Regions from separate parts of the Rattus norvegicus genome. Here region 1 is linked to region 2. A link is a contact called in public Hi-C data. All regions are on one chromosome and are shown on one strand. The core of a region is the stretch at or near the end of the contact, and the rest is flanking DNA. Distances in the headings are between cores, read along the strand shown.

The links. A called contact is a pair of places that touch in the nucleus more often than the background predicts.
Region 1: a contact with region 2 is called in a Hi-C map of kidney, with 3 times the contacts expected there. The contact joins two enhancer-like sites. A contact is called at or near these places in 4 of 12 Hi-C or Micro-C datasets (the A7r5 cell line, the Rat2 cell line, kidney and 1 more).

Annotation. Positions count from the first base shown.
Region 1 is chr11:80,958,302-80,961,132 of GRCr8, reverse strand. No RefSeq gene overlaps it. Among named protein-coding and RNA genes, the nearest start is that of Snx4, 64 kb to the left of the region's middle. Within about 2 kb of position 1,257, at least 4 of the 93 cell types and tissues checked have an H3K27ac peak or open chromatin away from gene starts, as enhancers often do. A contact at or near this core is called in kidney, where this site is marked.
Region 2 is chr11:80,898,829-80,901,558 of GRCr8, reverse strand. All of the region lies in intron 2 of LOC134480933 (WAS/WASL-interacting protein family member 1-like), which reads right to left. Among named protein-coding and RNA genes, the nearest start is that of Zfp148, 9.3 kb to the right of the region's middle. Within about 2 kb of position 1,433, at least 12 of the 93 cell types and tissues checked have an H3K27ac peak or open chromatin away from gene starts, as enhancers often do. A contact at or near this core is called in kidney, where this site is marked.

The DNA of each region.
Region 1 (2,831 bases), core at 8-2,507, 60 kb before region 2:
AGGGGCGTGCCTTGAGCTTTATTGATGTTATTCAAGAGAGTAGGGAGGGCTCCCCAGGCCCCTCCTGTTATTATGGAGGTCTGGATGGAAATTGTGAGGGAGATGCTCAGTGCTGGGGGCCAAGTTGGGACAAGGATTCCTTGGCAACTGAGGGCCTCTCTCTTGCTCTCAGTGTCCTTGCTGGGCTGGGTGGTCCAGGGTTTCTTACTCCTTGGAGGCCATGTACGTCATGAGGTCCACCACCCTGTTGCTGTAGCCGTATTCATTGTCATACCAGGAAATGAGCTTTACAAAGTTGTTATTGAGAGCAACGCCAGCCCCAGCATCAAAGGTGGAAGAGTGGGAGTTGCTGTTGAAGTCGCAGGAGACAACCTGGTCCTCAGCGTAGCCCAGGATGCCCTTTAGTGGGCCCTCAGACGCCTGCTTCATCACCTTCTTGATGTCATCATCCTTGGCAGGTTTCTCCAGGCGGCATGTCAGATCCATAATGGATAAATGGGGGGTAGGAACACGGAAGGCCATGCCAGTGAGCTTCCCGTTCAGCTCTGGGATGACCTTGCCCACAGCCTTGGCAGCACCAGTGGATGCACGGATGATGTTCTGGGCTGCCCCACGGCCAGTCATGGATGACCTTGGCCAGAGGGGGCTAAGCAGTTGGTGGTGCAGGATGCGTTTGCTGACAATCTTGAGGGAGTTGTCATATTTCTCGTGGTTCACACTCATCACAAACATAGGGGCATCGGCTGAAGGAGTGGAGATGATGACCCTTTTGGCCTCACCCTTCAGGTGAGCCCCAGCCTTCTCCATGGTGGTGAAGACGCCAGTAGACTCCATGACATACTCAGCACCGGCGGCACCCTGTTTGATGTTAGCGGGATCTCGCTCCTGGAAGATGGTGACGGGCTTCCCATTGATAACGAGCTTCCCATTCTCAGCCTTGACTGTGCCATTGGATTCGCCATGGGTAGAGTCATACTGGAACATGCAAACCATGCAGTTGAGGCCGATGAAGGGGTCGTCGATGGCAACCATCTCCACTTTGCCAGACTTTTGTTTGTTTTATAAAAGTAGAATGAACTTTTATCGATGTGACTAAAACTAGATTATTCAACAAAGTAAACATTAACCAAGCAGGCCCTGTCCTCGGGGTAAAAGGATGATAAGTAAATAGACCTTTAAACCTGGACCTTTCTACCTACATTTAATTACTCAGAGCAGACTTCTGGGCACTCACCAGGCTTGGATGATGCCCCGATTGGGATACCTCTGTGTCCTGCGCTGACTCAGCCCTAGTGATCCTGGCTCTGAGGGGACCGTCCCCGAGGACAGTGATTCAAAATGTGGACCCAGGGTATAGGCAGTGGGACCATGGTGAGCAGGGAAGCCTTTTACGAAGGAGCTGATGTACTTGCCTGTCTTCTAAGGAGGGTTTCCAGGCCTGGGAGAGTTCAGACTCATCACGTTCCCAGCCACCTTTTTTTGTGATGAAGGATGTATTGAGAATTTCGATTTCTTTAAAAACCCAGTTTATGTTATGTGAATGTTTTTGTTTTAATCCTGGGTGTGGTTATGGGGTTGGTTCATTTTTGTCCATAGCCACTGGCTGTGATTGTCTCGTGCTCTAGGAGGGGCGTGATCTTTGCCAGCTGCAGACAGTTTATGTTTGGAATTCTGGGAACTCATGAGAGGGTATAAATGTGAGAGCCCTGAGCAGGGTTGTGGCAGCGGCTGCTGGTTTCTTTTAAAAAAAAAAATATATATATATATGTATTTCATGTATATGAGTACACTGTAGCTGTCTTCAGACACACCAGAAGAGGGCATTGGATCCCATTACAGATGGTTGGGAGCCACCATGTGGTTGCTGGGAATTGAACTCAGGACCTCTGGAAGAGCAGTCAGTCCTAACCGCTGAACATCTCTCCAGCTCCCTGCTGCTGGTCTCTCCTGTCTCTCTGCTGCATTTGCATTGCTGCATTGCTGCATTGCTGGTTAGAGATCCTGAAGATGGAGATTGGACTTGACAAGGAAGCCGATGCCCCTAATCAGAGAGAAGTAGTCTAAAGAGATCTATACCCCCTTTCCTTCCTAACCTTTTTTCTCTCTTACCTAGTGTTGGGGGTGGGAGGATGGAAGGCATTAAGGTAGAATAAGGGTTGGAAATGTGGTAGGTATAAAGAACCCAATAAAATAACAATTCCTCCCCCCCAAAAAAATCCCAACCCAAATCAAAAAAAAAAAAAAATACCAACACAAGGACATAGCATCTTTCTGATCTAAACGTATGAAAACCTCTCATTTCTTGGTTCTCCCGAGTGGGGTGTATATTTCTTCTTTTGAAATACAGTTTTGAAAAAGGGCCAGCAGTGGTGACATACACATATATTACCATGGCAAGACCCATTCGGAGAAGGATTGGGTTGGGATGTGTGGCTCAGTGGTAGAGCACCTGCCTAGCACATATAAAATATGAAATATTGGGTTTCCTACCACATAATGCAACACACGCACATGCACACGCACATACGTGTGTGTGTGTGTGTGTGTGTGTGTGTGTGTGTGCATGGACACAATACATGTATCACTTAAAGGTTACTTTTCACTTGACTCTGCTGATGAAGCAGTTGGCACAGAGCCAGACTTGTGCCTTGAGGGCAGAACTCGTCTCTTCAGGAAGTGTCTAGCTTCAGTTCGTTCTTCCGGCTTGGGACTGGCACACAGACATCTCTCTTCACACAGTCAGCCTCAGACCAGCCTGGCCACACACTAGGTGCCTTAGGGACAGAGATCTTCGAACTCACGTGGATTAGTCACTCCAGGTGCCTGTCCAC
Region 2 (2,730 bases), core at 184-2,683:
TTATATATTATATATAGTGTTATATACATAAAATTATATATATATCTAACACATAATATACATACATATAATACTGTATGTATACTGCACTACATACCTTTATACCATTATCTTCTCTTCGAGGTGATTTGCAGGACTGGTGATGATGTGGCGTGGATAGATAATGAAGGGAGCAGAGATCTGAATGCTTCTTTTCTGTAGCGGTCCTACGAGCCAGCATCTTGGGGGATGTGGGATAAATGATTCCACAGATAGCTGACCTTTACTTCTATAAACATTCAAACATTTAAAAACTAAAAAGAATGGAAACTTTCCCAGTATACTGCACTCCTACATTGACTTTCCAAAACAGAATGTTCCAAATAGTAACAGTCCTTGCTGACGGGACCATCACGTCCGCCAGCCATTGGTTGTCATATCTGTCTCTTCTAGAGAGGGAATGCGCCTGGACATGCAAGCGCACGATGTGTGGTCTGAGGCCTGGTGGGTAATGATTTTAAATAATTTATCTATTTTTATTTCATATGCTTTGTTCTGCTCCCTGCATGTATGTGTTAGTGTGAGCACGTGAGTTACAGACAGTTGTGAGCGCCATGTGGGTGCTGGGAATTGAACACAGGACCTCTGGAAGAACGGTCAGTGCTCTTAATTTCTGAGCCGCCCCTCCAACCCCTGATAATGATTTTAACAGTAATAGTAAAACTTTAAAAAAAAAAAGATTTATTTAGTTAGTTATTCTATATAAGTACATTGCAGCTGTCTTCAGACACACCAGAAGAGGGCATCAGATCTCATTACAGATGGTTGTGAGCCACCATGTGGTTGCTGGAGTTTGAACTCACAACCTCCAGAAGAGCAGTCAGTGCTCTTAACCGCTGAGCCGTCTCTTCCAGAACTTATCTTCTTGTTTGAGTCAGACTCTCATTCTCTAGCCCACGTTCCCTTCTACCTCAGCCTTCGGAGGTCTGGGATTATAGATGTGAGCCACTATACTTGCCTGAACGTTATCTTTTCACAAATAAAACAAATCTCAAACCAGCCGGCTTTTGAACTTTTCTCTGTGTACTCCCTCCCTTTTGTAAGAAGGGAAGAACAAAGTTTTTGCAGATGCATAATCTTCCAGAAAGACTAAAATGGCTGCCTCCGGGAAGCAGTATTTATTAAAAAGAAAGTGAGTCACTTCACGGGGTGTGTGAAAAGGGATTTGCCTGAGGGTTTAGACACTTTAAATCCTCTCTGTCTCCTGCAGCTGTCTGTGAGTTTAGTCTAAGTCCTCTCTGAACCATAGCATTGGAGGACTTTCTGGCCCTGGATTTTAGGGTTTGGGGCACTGGAGTTGAACCCAGGCATTAGCTTGCTCTAGCGCTGAGCTATGCTCACAGCCCTGCGCCGCAGTTCTGTGTGGCTACAGAATTCTCCTTAGGAAGGTAAGAAATGGGCATAACCAGCCAATGAGTGAGAAGGTGAAATAGCCAGCACGGCTTCTTGTGCTCCTGCCCCGCCCCCGTCCCCGCCCCGCCCCGCCCCGCCCCCGCCCCCGCCCTGCTCCCTGCCCTTTGCTCTTCCAAAGCCCCTCCACACCACATTGTGGACCTCAGTGTAACCCAGTACCTTGCTTAGCCCTTTTTAGTCTTTTCACAGGTTTCTATGTGGATTTTTAATACCTAGACTGAATACTGGCCAGCTGGACGTTTGGATTTTGTTTTGTTTTTTGTTGTTGTTTTCCAAACCAACCAGCCTCTGTGTTGATCTAAACATCTGTTTACTATCAGGGTAACTTTACTATGCTTTGATACCTTTTTAAAATTTGATGGCTACCAGGCTGCTAAAGAATTTGAACTCTAGATTGAGGAAGAGATCCTGCTCGTAAGGACAGAGGCCACTGGATGGCTTTTTCTGGCCTCCACACGTGCACAGGTAAGCACACTTGAGTGGAGTGCACACCTACACACAAAACCCATATACTTTTTGTGTGCACACAATAGCAATAAACAATTGTGTGAAATCTTTTATTTTATTTTACTTTATTTTACATTTTTTTTATTGTCATGCAGCTAATGATAATCTCGAATGCGGAACCTCCCTAAGGGCTGGACTCACAGGCATGCACTGCTGTTCTACCAGGCTTTGAAATATTGTTCGTTTTTGTTTGTTTGTTTGTTTACTGTTGTTTTAATACTGGTTTGCTTATGTTAACCTGAGAGTCCGGACTCAATCCATTCTCCTGCTTCAGCCTCTCTCTCTAGTGGCTAAAACCACAGATGCTTAGCACCCACACCTGACTTAAAGAAGTGGGGTCTATACCGTCTAGAAAGAGAAAAGACTTTGAATTGATTCCACTTCTGGAAATAGAAACCCACAGCTCTAAGGTGTAAAAGAGTAGTCAGTCTGTCTACATTTGGGTTGTCAGTTTGTCTTCATTTGGTTAAACCCTTGGCAGGCACCAGATTCGTTCATCTACCCTCCTCCCTCCCTCCCTCCCTCCCTCCCTCCCTCCCTCCCTCCCTGACAAGGTTTTACTATGTAGTCCTGGCTGGCTTGAAACTTTCTATGTAGACAGGCTGACCTCAGTCTCCCACATGCCATTCCCTCACAAGTGCTGGGATAAGTTGTGCACCTGAGTGTTAGCACTACAGCGAGTAACTTTACACTGTGCCCACTTCGTCAGCCTCACCGATTGGTCAGCCAGAGAACATGCTCAGAAGGAGGTCCTCTGAAAACCGTTCAGTG